2 separate regions of the Urocitellus parryii genome follow, and region 2 is linked to region 1. A link is a contact called in public Hi-C data. All regions are on one chromosome and are shown on one strand. The core of a region is the stretch at or near the end of the contact, and the rest is flanking DNA. Distances in the headings are between cores, read along the strand shown. Region 1 holds the start of LOC113190553 (prolyl-tRNA synthetase associated domain-containing protein 1). Region 2 holds the start of Ppp4r3b (protein phosphatase 4 regulatory subunit 3B).

The links. A called contact is a pair of places that touch in the nucleus more often than the background predicts.
Region 2: a contact with region 1 is called in a Hi-C map of muscle, with 2.0 times the contacts expected there. The contact joins the promoter of Ppp4r3b here to the promoter of LOC113190553 in region 1. A contact is called at or near these places in 2 of 2 Hi-C or Micro-C datasets (liver and muscle).

Annotation. Positions count from the first base shown.
Region 1 is chr12:76,030,159-76,037,142 of mUroPar1.hap1, forward strand. It overlaps LOC113190553 (prolyl-tRNA synthetase associated domain-containing protein 1), which reads left to right and starts at 2,727. Exons shown (of 2, transcript XM_026399911.2): 1 at 2,727-3,139; 2 at 4,417-5,833. The coding sequence starts at 3,056. The coding sequence ends at 4,848.
Region 2 is chr12:76,333,418-76,340,401 of mUroPar1.hap1, forward strand. It overlaps Ppp4r3b (protein phosphatase 4 regulatory subunit 3B), which reads right to left and starts at 3,912. Exons shown (of 15, transcript XM_026399921.2): 1 at 3,361-3,912; 2 at 1,787-1,842. The coding sequence starts at 3,502.

The DNA.
Region 1 (6,984 bases), core at 1,477-3,976:
GTGACATAGTTCTTTCACCATAGATTATTTACCTCTGTTTTTTAACAAAAGTCTTGGGTTGTAAAATCTTGGTTGTAGTATACTTGGTTGTTCAATCACAGGTACTTAAAATTAAAGAAGCCATTAAAGCTGAGGCATGGTGGTGCACACCTATAATCCTAGCAATTAAGGAAGTTTTGGCAGAAGGAGCACAAGTTTGAGGCCAGTCTGGACAATTTACCAAAACCCTGTCTCAAAATAAAAAATAATAAATGGGCTGGGAAGTAGCTTGGTGGTAAAGCACCCCTTGGTTTAATCCTCAGTACCTAAAACAAAACAAAAACAAATCATTAGTGTACACCAGGGTGTGTGTGTGTTAGTTACCAGGGATTGAACCCAGGGAGAGTTTACTACTGAGTCACATTCCCAGTCTCTTTTTAAACTTTTGAGAGAGGGCTGGCCCCAAACTTGAAATTCTCTGGTATCAGTCTCCCATGCAGCTAGGATTACAGGCATGCAGTGATCACACATATGTTTAATAAATAAAATGGCTGTCTGCCATTTCTTGGAATGGGTGATCTTTACTATTCAAATTTCATTTTTAGCAAAACCTACTGAAAAAGTGAGCACATCACACCTAATATGCTAAAGCAAATCTTAAATACAGTTTAATGAATTAAATATTCTTTTATATACATATGTGTGTATATATATATATATATATGTCAGCTAAATATATATATATTTAGTTGTAGATAGACACAACACCTTTATTTTATTTTTTATGTGGTGCTGAGGATCAAACCCAGTGCCTTGCACATGCTAGGCAAACGCTTTACCACTGAGCCCCAGCCCCAGCCCCATAATTAAATATTCTTTTTTTAAAAAAACTTTTTTAGATGTAAATGGACACTGTATCTTTATTTTTATGTGGTACTGAGGATTGAACCCAGTGCCTCATACGTGCAAGGCAGGCACTCTACCACTGAGCTATAGCCCCAGCCCCCTATAATTAAATATTCTTAAGAAAACAAAACAGAAAATAGTCTGAATATTCTATTGCTGGAGTTTAAACTCCTAAGTTTAGAAACTTAGGTCAAAAAAAGCTTAAAAAGAGTGACATTTGGTTACTTCTGTAGATGGAAACTGGAATAAAAGAAACACGATTTGGAGGATATATGACAAATGAAAGACAGATAACTTAATTATTTATCAGTATCAAACCCATTAATATTCATTCAGTGGATAAATGAGCCAAGATAGGAACAAAGCTAGTTCACAAATGGGAAAATAAAATAATAAACATGGAAACAGATGTGATCAGGTGCATTCAGGCTGTGTAGGACCACAGACTAAACATGGAAACATATCCAGGTCCTGGGTAATCAGAAAAAAAATGCTTATTTAAAAAAAGAAAAAGAAAATTAAATTACAGCCAGGCTTGGTGCACAGCCTGTAATCCCAGCAATTCATGAGGTAAGGCAGGAGGATTACAAATTCAAGGCCAGCCTCATCAATTTAGTGACATCTTGTCTCAAATCAAAGTAAAAATAGTGGGGAATGTAGTTCAGTGGTGGAACACCTTGGTCTCAATCCCAAGTACTGTTATAAATAAATAAATAAATAAATAAATAAGCAAGTAAATAAAATTAAATTAAATTTTAATTTGGAAATTATATATACATATATGTAATAATCAGAAAAATGCATATTAAAAAATAAATGGTCCCTTTTGTCTGTCAAATTTTAAAATTATATATCTGTCAAAATGTAGAAAAATGGGTTAATTCATACATTGTTAATATATTATAAATAAGAATAATTATTTTGGAAAGCGATTTAGAATATTAGAATTCGTTAACACAGGATGTCCACCAATGCAGAAATGATAAAGAAAATTATTATCCTGGTTTGGGGATGTAGCTTACGGGAAAAGGACTGGTGTAGCATTGATGATGCCTAGAGCTCCACCCCAGCACCTCAAAAATAACAAAAACCAATAAAAACTCTTAACAAAACTATGATTTAACTACATATCTATAAAAAAAGGAAAACAGTGTAGAAACAGGAAAATGCTTGTAACTGATAAAAGCAGGATACAAAACTGTGTATATGAAGGTTTCAATTATCTGAAAAACTTTCGTTTATACAAAACAACAAGAATAAAAGAAACAAGCACAAGACTGGAAAGACAGACCTAAGTAGCAATAGCATTATAGGAACACTGGAGTTTGAGTGATCTTTTCTCTTGTTTTCCAAATGCCCTGTAACGGTGTAATGCGGTAAATTGATTTTGTTGTTGATCTGAATTTACTGAGGCCATGGGAAATGACCTGCTGTTTCTATAATCAGAAACAACTGCGTGGGGGTGGGGGATGTAGCTCAGTGGTAGGCACAGCACACGAGGTCCTCCAAGGTTTAACCCCCAGCGCCTAGAAGGGGAAGGGGTAAGCAAATAAGCAAACATGGACCTTAAAAAAACAAACAAAAAAAACACAACTTAAAAGTCTAGGAGGCAGATAAAGCTGAGAAAATTGTGTTACCTAAAGTCAGTTCTGGGTGAAATTGTCAATTCAACCCTGATTTCTTTTTCTTTTGCAACTTCTTCCAAGGATCCTGGTAAAGTCTCATTTTGCAAGTGATAAGTTACCCGAACTCATCCACACAAACATTGAACGTTCCAGGTTCCGTATGAGATTTGAGCCTTAATCTAAATCTCTAAGTGAAACTCTAAAGTGGAATTTCATGCCTCACTCAAGTGGTGAATGCGTATTTGCCAGTATAGCTGAAAACATTGCACCAAGATGTGATCAAACAACCAAGCAAAAGGTGAGTCCCGGTTAGCGCTGCAATGGAAACCGATTCTATTTAAACGAAAAACGTGCGGACCCAGGAAACTTGCGGCCGGGTCACGCAGTCTGACTAGGCCCCCGCAGGCATTAGCGCGTGGAGACGCAGGCCCGCGTAGAGTGGCAAGGCGGCGCGGCTCCGCCTCCGGAAGGTGCGCACACTGGGCTTCCGGCTCCGCTGTCAACCCTCCGGCACTTCCGCCTCCGGCTGTCGGCGTGGCGGTGGAATGGCTGGCTCTGAGTTGCGTGCAGCGCTGGAGCAGCGACTCGATGCCCTTGCCATCCGCACGGAGGTTGTGGAACACCCCGAGGTGAGGCTTCCGCGTTAGGCGTGACTGCAGGGACAGCCCTGGCCAGAGGAGGTGCTCACTCACTGCAGGTCCATCCGCCAAGGCCGTGGAGATAGGTTTTCCAGGGATGATGTACAGCAGAGTGCTTTCGATTAGTGACTGTGAGGTTGTCCTGAAACTTGTTTTCTTCCTGGAGTGACTTGATCACATACTATGTTGAGAACTAGTTCAAAATATGGAAAACTTGTGCATCTAACCGGTCTGGTTGTGGTCAGTTTGTCCACTTTGTGTATATAAAGTGATACAAAGCACCAGACCGCCTATTTAGTGGCCCCTACATACAGCCGGAGGAGAGGGGTTGATATTTTGCTGTCATGGATCAGTTTATCACAAAGGTTACTCTTTACACTTTACCAGCATGGCAAAAATCACCATTCCCTCCAAAAAAAAAAAATGGTTGCGAATATGCACATTTTAACATTTTTAGGACATATTTTTAGATGTTGATGAACCTTTTACTCATTTATATGTGGTGCTGAGAATCGAACCCAGTGCCTCCCAGGTGGAAGACAAGAACTATACCACTGAACCACAACCCCCACCCCTTAACATGGTTTAATGTACTAATGTGAATATTTGTACGTTTCCTGAAACTAGTGTAACTTGAGTGGTGCGGGGCATAAAGCTTACCCAAAAGTGACAATCGATGATGGCTAAAATGGCGATCTCCAAAGACCAGAATACAAAATTAGTATTCCTTACCTTTACAAATCCAACATCAAGACTCTTTTTCTGACCTTCCTCTCTTCCATATGGTCTCTGACATCGCCGCCCCCGACCTTTTGGTACTGAGGGGTGCTTAACCACGGAGCCACATTCCAACCCCCACCCCCGCTTTTTGAGATAGGGCCTTGCTAAGTTGCTGAGGCTGGGTTTGAACTTGCAAACCTCCTGCCTCAGCCTTCTGAGCCACTGGGATTACAGGTGTCGCTAGGATTACCGGTTGTGCCACTGTGCTGGGCTTTACCTGTGCATATTGCCAGATTTTCTTGATGCTTTTTTAAAAAGTCTTATGCAGCTGTCTACTTTTAATACCTGAAGTTTAAAGTTTTTTTTTTTTTTTTGAATGTGAGAGCATGCTTGGCTGCACCTTGGAATGGAACACTGGTCTAAAGAGAAACTGCCTGAGATCCTAAGATGAGGAATTGAGAAAAGGGATTGTAAATATTTCATAATGTGTAAGTATGTATATATGCATATTAATTCCTAAACTTCTCATATATGTGATTATTTTGTAGGTGTTTACAGTTGAAGAAATGATGCGTCATATCCAGCATCTGAAAGGAGCACATAGTAAGAACCTATTTCTTAAAGACAAAAAGAAAAAAAACTATTGGTTGGTGACAGTTCTTCATGATAGACAAATTAATTTAAATGATCTTGCCAAACAGTTAGGTGTTGGGAGCGGAGGTCTGCGATTTGCTGATGAAACAGTCATGCTAGAAAAGCTGAAAGTTGGTCAAGGCTGTGCCACACCTCTGGCCCTCTTCTGTGATGATGGAGATGTAAAATTTGTTCTGGATTCTGCTTTTCTGGAAGGTGGACACGAAAAGGTATACTTTCATCCAATGACCAATGCTGCAACCATGGGATTGAGCCCTGAAGACTTTCTTACATTTGTGAAGATGACAGGACATGAACCCATAATACTAAATTTTGATAAAAATTAATGCTCCGGATAACTGTATTTCTGAAAAGTCTTGTAATTTTATTTTTTTTAAAATGAATTATATATAAGATTTATTGAATCTTAAGAATTCAGGCCTAGAAGAAAATAGGCCTTGGGGTGAAGTAAGGACATGGAGTTTTTATTTTATTTCTGGTACCCTATTTTATCCCCCACCCCCCACTTTTTTTTCCTGGTAATGAAAGTAGTACCAGGAGGCAGGAACAGGGGAGAGAAAGGGGAGGTATTGGAGGGAAAAAAAAATGACCATATTATATAGTTATATTGCGTGCCTGTACAAATATATAACAATTCACTATTTTAAATTATATGAAATAAAAATCAAAAAATTGAAAGTGATAAAATAGTATCTTTGGTTTTGGGATTGTGGCTCAGTGGTAGAGTACTCGCCTACCATGCATTGAGGCACTGGGTTCCATCCTCAGCACCACATAAATGTAAAATAAAGATATTGTGTCCACCTAAAACTAAAAAGTAAATATTAAAAAGAAATAAATAAAAAAGATGGAGTTGGGCGAGGTGGCACATAACTGTAATCCCAGTGACTCAGGAGGCTTAGGCAGGGGGATCACAAGTTTGAAACCAGCCTCAACAACTTAGTGAGACCCTGTGTCAAAATAAAAAAATGAAAAGGTATGGGATTATAACTTAGTGGTGAAATGCTCCTAGATTAAATCCCCAGTACTGAAAAATTAAAAATAAAAGACATACTGAGGTAGTTTTAGTCAACTCAGATCCTGTTTTCCATCTCCTATAACAGTAAGTTATTACAGGAATGCCTTAAACAATTAGGAACACTTAGCTTTAGCTAGCTTACGTCTTTAGAATGCTTATTGTACTTGAAAAAGCAAGCTGAAAAACAATATGTGTGAAATTTACACATGGTAATGTACATAATACAATAAAAATATATTAAATTATTATTTTGGGAAACGGGGATTAAGGAATAAGGATTCTCCAACAAGATAATTAAAACAAACATGGGAGAGAAGGATAAAAACTCCGTTGTTTGGTGTTCCATTGATTTTTATGCCATTAAAAATGATTATCTGGTTCAGAGGTTATAAATCTGAACATACTTCCACAAGTTTCTTCTGTCCTTTAGGGTATTTTACTACACTATTTCTAGGATTTTACTAATTTTCTTTCAGTTAGGACATCTGAAATAGTGTATAAAAATGTAGTCAGTTGTCATATAGAAACTAGTTAAAAAAAGCAGAAAATTTGACTTTTTTTCACTTCACTTAGAATCAAACAAAAGCCTTCATTAACTGAGGATCTGACATGGTTTAGATTACAAGAAATCCTGTTGTGGGTCATTAAAATTCACATACTTTCTTTAGTACATAATCAAATGGGATGTTACTGAAAGGTAAAATAAAGGTAATGATTACTTGACTGTAAAGTTCCATGTTAGTTTTTAACTAGTCTGTACTGTATTTCTAAGACAATAGTAATTTTAGGTTGCTTTGCACATAAAATGAAGGAATAAAATCTTAATTTGAGGACCTTGAGAAGCTTGTCTGATGGTGAAAACAGGTCTAGGAGGTCTGATTTGCCCAAGGATACAAGGCAAATTGCCCCCCAAAGTCTGTAAGTGGAAATTTTGTACAGTCTAGTACACTGGTCCCCACTTCTCTGCAGTTTTGCTTTCTGAGGTTTTAGTTACTCATGGTCAACCACAATCCAAAAATAAGTGAAAATTCCTGAAATAATTCACAAGTTTTAAACTGGGTGTTGTTCTGAGTAGCATGATGAATTCTTACATCTCATCCAGCTTGGGGTGTTTATCATTTCTTTGTCCAGTGTATCTATGCTGTACCAGCCCTTTAGTCACTTAGTAGCCCTCTTGGTTACCAGACTTACAGTGGATCAACCATGTTAGGATCAACTGTAGTGGTATCAACTGTGTTAGGATAACTGTAGTATTGCTGTTCAAGTAATTTTTATGTAGTAGTAGTCTAATGCTTTATTACAATTCCTACATCATTGACCTCACCCCCCCCTTACTTCATCACATTATTTTTATCATTTGACATCTCATGAGTGAATACAATAAGATATCGAAAGAGATTACACTCATGTAACTTTTATTATATGTTATAATTATTCTATTATT
Region 2 (6,984 bases), core at 2,662-5,161, 300 kb after region 1:
TTCATGTATTCATGAGAAATGTTTGATTTGATTTGTCACCAAAAAAAGATATATGACATTTTCTAAGTAGAGGAAAAAGCTATTAATTGAATACTAAGAATTTTAAAATATTTTGAAGAACTAATTATATATGAAAGTTTTTAACAGTAAAACTTTTCATTAGTTGTGCAACAGACATAATTTTAATCCCTTCACTGTTAAGTATTTGTTTCTGGGAATCCACATTTTCAGATATCTTGAAGAAAGTACTTGATGCTGTAAATGTAATTCTAAAATAATTTCTCTTTTCCTTAAAAAAAAAAATATCTGCCATAATAATTGTATATATTATTCATGCAAAATGAAAATAATCTAAATGTTTGGTGGGTGTATATCACATATTAGAATTCAATAGTGTGGGCTGGGGTTGTGGCTCAGTGTGGTACAGTGCTTGCCTGGCCATGTATGAGGCATTAGGTTTGATTCTCAGCACCACATATAAATAAATAAAATAAAGGTCTACCAACAACGAAACAACAAACAAACAAACAAACAAACAAAAGAACACAATAGTGTCTTAAAAAAAAAAACCCAAATATATCCACATTACTAACACATAGAAATCTTCAAAATAAATGAGTGGAAAAAAAAATGCAAGTTGCAGAGTACATGTAAGAATATATGACAATTGTGTAAAGTTAAAAAAAAACATAGAAGACTACATACTATCTTTGGATATGTATATATATAGAAAAGGTATAAAATCATCTACAAAAAAGAATATACATCAACTTTAGAATAGGGTTATCTACAGGGAAGTAGAGAATGGATAGAATGGGATGGACACAAAGTGGGCTTTAACTCTACTCATAATGTTGAACATTATAAAAAGATTTGAAACAGATATGGCCTATCTTTTTTAAACTGGGAACTGAACCCAGGGGCACTTTTCCACTAAGATACAATCTCAGCCCCCAACCCTCCTTTTTAAAATTCTCTACTTCACATAGGGCCTCATTAAATTGATGAGGCTGGCAACTTTCCTGGCCTCAGCCTTCTAAGTTGCTGGGATTACAGAGTATGTCCCATCATGCCTGGCAAATATGGCATAATGTTAACATTATTAAATCTAGTGGTGTTACAGATATCCATTACAATATTCTCTTTACTTTCCAATTATGATACATTTCTCATAATAAAAATTAAACACATTCACACAAAAAACTTTAATCACTGCTACCATTTTCAGATTAAATAATTAGGCACCTTAAAACACAGCACAAGTTTTCTTTCCCAAAATAAGACAATAAATGTACATGGGAAATCTATAAAACTGGCAATGTACATGTCCATACAGTACCCACTGATTATTAAAAATATACAACAATCAGAGATCAGTACTTACATGCTTCTACTTCAAAAACTTTTACCTGAGTTAAAAAATTTAATTCCCACTAGAAACAGACTTCCCTTCAAATTTTCTTTTAAGCTATTTCCTTCAATCAAAGGTGATTCTGAATAAAAGGTTTAGTGTACCAGGTATAAGAGAGATCCAGCTTACTGCAGTTAAGTCTAATGAATACATTGTATACTAATATAAACAGTGGCTCAATTTAATAATTAAATTATTGACAGTACAAAAACCTCCAATTTTCAGTATGAACCTGTCAACATGGAAGGGAATCACACATGGTCTCTTTGTTTACAGAACATTTTTTCCTTGTCAGGAAAGCATTCCCATCTTTGTCAGATTAATATTTCCTTGGTGACAGATGAAGTCTTTCAAATTAAAAAAACAACTACTTGCCTGTTGTTTCTGATATGCAGTGTTTGGATTTATCTTTGATTCTAAGAGTAGTGATCCTGAAAGATAAAAAATAAGTCTCAAATTATAAAACTGTGAATAAAAAACTAACACATTAAGACATTAATAACAACAAGCAGGACACTGTGGTGCAGGCAGGTAACTCCAGCGGCTAGGGAGGCTGAGACTGGAGGATCTCAAGCCAGCCTCAACAAAAGCAAGGTGCTAAGCAACTCATTGAAACCCTGTCTCTAAATAAAATACAAAATAGGGCTGGGGATGTGGCTCAGTGGTTTAGTGCCCCTGAGTACAATCCCCCCCCCCAAAGAAATTAACTAAACAAATAAAAAAAAATTAACAACAACAACAAAATCTTTTCAGGGCAGAGGTTGCAGGCAAGTGGTACAGCACTTGCCTAATATGAGCAAGGCCCTGTGTTTAATCCCTAGTACTACATAAAACACAAAAATCCCAAAGTGATCATGTCTTTCCACTCTGCTGAACACCTTAAGTAATTTCTCTCCAAATATATGCTTCGTTATTTAATTTACACTATTTCATTGTATCCCCACCTACTCCTAAAGGAAAAAAAAAATCCATCTAAAACTAACACCCAGACCAAGAAGATGAGGAGATGGGATGATTATTTAAGTTTCAATGAAATGAAAATTTTAAGGTCAAAATGACCATTTGAAATCAAACTTTTAATAAAAAGTTGCTTTTACTGTATTTCCAGTTTAGCAAGACAAATTATGAGGGACCACGACCAAGATCTGTAAGTATTCAGTATACAAATTAGTGTTGCATTTATCCTTTTCCTAACCCTAAGAACAAAAGAATGCCTTGCAATACAGAAATAAATGCCCTTGACTGTTTAGCTATATATTTTATAATTTAAAAATACTTCACATGACTCGTATCATCAATCAACGAAATCGAGGAGTTTACAATCTGCTTTGGTGTCCTTGCTGAGATTGTGATGTATCCACTTTTTCATAGCACCCTCTACAAAAGCAGCCCGGAGGAATCCCAGACTAAAGATGTATGTGTTTGTGCATGCACATGTATCGTGGCAACGAATCTGCAATAACCCCAGGAAAAGGAGCCTTCTGGTTTTCCCCCCGCACCTGTCGACTGTAGCAACGAAACCGGTTGCTTAAATTCAGTGTTAAAAAAATAAAAAGAAAAAGTAAAAGGTACTCATAAAAGTTTCGCTAAATCTTTTGCACAAGACACATAATGGATAAGAATATAACTGATGGAGGTGTCAGCTCCCCAGGGTAGGCAGATCACTATCGCTTCTCTCAGTACTTCCTCCCACTCTCTAAAACCTCTTTTCAAAGGAGGAACTGGAGAGGAAGGGGTCAAATCCTTAATAGGGATAGGAGGCGGGGGAACGGAGAATCTGCATCTGACCGAGGGTAAATCCAGGCAAAGTAGTTTGTTTTTACCATATGAGCAGGCTCGACACCAATCGCTGTCCCAAGAGATGATAATAGGAGTAACCGGGCTTAGGGCCTAAACCTCGGGCTGCACCCCAACGGAAGAGACTTATTCTATGGTCCCAATAACCTTACCGTCGGACTCTGCCCGAACCAGCAGCGACATCCCCTTGAGTTCCTCCACATAAGTGGAGGAGACGTGCCCGGTGCCTCGGTCGTCCCATTGCCGGTCTTCGTTCAGGGTATAAACCTTCACTCGTCGCCGTGTATCCGACATGGTGGCTGCTGTCCCCACTGCTCCGCCCGCCGCCTCCTCGCTCACCTCTTCCGCGACCCTCACTCTTGAGAGACAGTAGTGGCGGCGGCGCCGGCGGCGGCGGCGGTGGTGGTGGTGGTGGCAGCGGCGGCGGCGGCGGCTCTGGAGAGGCCCCAGTTCACCATGGCTCCAGAGGTTCAGCCGCGAAAAGGGTTGACAAGAGCCACTGAGACCCCTCCACTCGGAGTCCCCGTTATCTCTTACTTCAGCCCCGCACACCTCCACCCTCCCGTCCCTTTGCCCCCCAGAGCTCGCTCGCTCTCCCGCCGCCGCCGCCGCCGCGGTAACTACTACAGATCCGCCATCTTGTAACCCGATTCTCTCTGCCTTTCTCTTCCTCCTACAGCAGGCTCGTACGGGCTGTCCTAGCAGGGGCTACGGCGGCCGACGAGTGCAAGGCAAGGACTCCTCCGCACACGCTTCCCGGGCCCGAACGCTCGGCGCTATCGCGAGGAGGGGTGTGCCTGGGGTGGGAGGGGCTGTGTAGGCCTTCCTCCACTTCCGGCCCCTCCTCTTGCGCGAGATCTCGGTTGGACGGGAGGTTCCCGCGAACTCCCCGACTCCTCCGGCGCTGAGATTTGTTTGTGTGGCGCGTGATAGCCAGGTGTGGCTCGGGATTGGTAGGGCTGGTACTGGCACGCGAGCTCACAGACCCAGTTTTGAGGAAAAGTGAAGCCAGCTTGAGAAGTACATGTCCTTGAACAGGACTAACCCGAAGCAAAAAAGAAAGAGACGTGTTTGCAATCCTTAGTGGAAATTCGCCGTCAGCCAGAGACAAAATTCAAACTTTTTTTCCTGTGAAGACGAAGGAACGTGGAGCGCTTTCAGCCTACCTAAAACTCATTATATAATAATTTATTACAGTTGATCCTCGGTCCAGGAAATGTTATATGGATACCAGTTCTTTAGGAGATTTTTATGTCCTACACTAGTGTTGACAGTTTCCTATTTCCCGCCAATGCCTTTTACCATTAGTCTCGTAGTAGTTGGCCATTTGAAAAGCAACGTTTCCGCTTCATGAAAATACAGTAGGTTATGTTACCTCGAAAAATAAATCTGTAGATAAGGGGAGTGGCGGGGAGCTACCTTCTTAACCCATCAGAGAATACTGGATACCTTCCAGTCTCTCCTGCGGGCATTTCCTGAGTTTTCTGTCTTGCGCACTGAATAAGCGAAGAAGGAATTCTCTTGGCATTCATATTGTCATACATTGTGTAGTGGATACAGGTGACTCACTGGGTCTTAGTACATGTCGCTTATTTAAGTCCCTTAATTTGTTATCTAACACGGTCTTTAGAACCCTTTATCCCGAATGATGAAAACCGAGGTGCAGACCTTGACCCTGTAGTGCATTTTGGGAGTTCTAGTCATCATTTATCAATGGTCTTGTCAAAACGTGCTCATGTTTTGACCAGATTACTTATTACTTATATGTGAGTACACTAAAAAGTGAGACAGTGCCTTAAACAGAAAAGACGCCTGGAAAAAATTAAATTCTAATTTGAAAATCTGGATTCAGCTGGACGTTGTGGCACATGCCAATTATCCCAGTGACTAAGGAAGGTTAAAATAGGAGGATCCACGTTCCAGGCCAACTTTAGCAATTAGGCGAACTTAGTAGGTCTCTGTCTCAAAAAAGTAAAAATAGGAGTGGACTGGGGATGTAGCTTAGCTGTAAAGAGCCCCTGATTTCAATCCCCAGAACAAACACAAAAATCCGGATTTCTTTTCTTTATAAAGAACTTCAGAATATGAACTTTGTTATACATAACAATAAATGCTCAATAATTGCTGTGATTGATGTGCACAAAATGTATTTTAAACCCCAAAATAATTGTCTTGGGTGAAAGATTTAGAGACAACTTTTGAGCCCACTGTTAGAGGACACCTCAGCCTTAAATCCTTTCTACACTCCTTGAATATAGTCTTAGGAGGACATATCTTGGGAAGAGGATTTAGCAGACCCTGGAAATAGGCTACAAAGTGGAGAGTGAGTTTTAGGTAGACATGTCCCCTTGATTCCATGGACTTCTTGTCCCTGGGGAAATGCAGGGAAAGAGGCCCCTAGATTAATCCCTAGTATAATAAATAAAAAAAAACAAACAAATAAATAAATACAACTTTTCCCATCCAAGGTTGTTTATATTTGTAGGTGCAGAACCCCTGACTACAGAGGACCAACCATAATCCCTTTCTGGTATCTGCTTCTCTGAGGACCAGAGCTTACATAGGTGGTACACTGAGTGGTGCAAACAAAACAAAACAAAACAAAACAAAACAAAAAAAACAGTAAGATGAGATTTGGAGAGTAGCGGAATGGCTTTACTCAGAACCACCCTGGTGATAAAGACTTTACCAGTAGTGATTATAGGAAAACATATCAAAAGAGAGAACTTATTTGTCTATGTGACAATTCAGGCATTTGAAAGATATGGGAAAAACAATGTTTATTACTAATGTAAGTAATACTTTGCAAACTGTTAAGGAGAAACTGAGGGCACTTCAGTTAGAGGCTAACCTTGGAAGCCTGGGGACCTCTCTGGAGCTTAACAAAGAAGCTCTTTTTGCTGCAGTGGAAGAGTAGACATGGGATTGGATAGTCATAGAGCTTTACAGATCCTGGTTGGGAAAACCTGAATCTTTGAAACTTGGATGGCTTAGGATATTGGCTCTAAAGATACCTCCGGACCCTCAGAGCTTGCAGAAGCACTTCATAACTTCTAGTAAGAGAAAGCACTAACTCCCTTCAGTAAAACCTCTTTCACAATTGATCTCATTTCTCTTCTGGCTGTAAAGCCATAGAAACCAGGTTTAAATCTCAGTATAATCTATGTGGGGACTTCTGGGTCTGATAAAGGAGGAAGGACTACATATTGAAGGAACTGAAAAGCTAATATGTACTATCAAGAGCCAGAAAATTACACCTGAGATGGGATTAAGGGGGCTGGAATTAAGACTGCCTAAATAGGCACTTTTTTGGGGGAGATTAAACCTTAGCAAGAACCCCAAGGAGCTGAGGTTATAGCTCAGTGGTACAGTGCTTGTCTAGCACGTGTGAGGCAATGTGTTTGATCCTCAGCATGACATACAAATAAATAAAGAACATATAAAAAATACAATATTGTTTAAAAAAAGAACTCCAGGGATTGGGGCAAACTCACTGCCTAGGAAAATAAAGGCTTATAACTGAAAGCAATGAAAATGAGCTCACACCACAGAAACTTTTGACTTCTGGGAAAGAAAGCTATTTATTTTGGCATGTCCATGCAGTTGCTGTTCACTTATTAGTACTAATTTTTTTTACAGTACTGGGGATTGAACCCAGGGCCGTACATGCTAGGCAAGAGTTATTTTCCTGAGAAAAGAACTACACTCCTAGCCCAGTCTTAATTGCTTTGAAACAACTTAAAAATTGCTTTTTAGATGATTATCTGCTAGTTGTT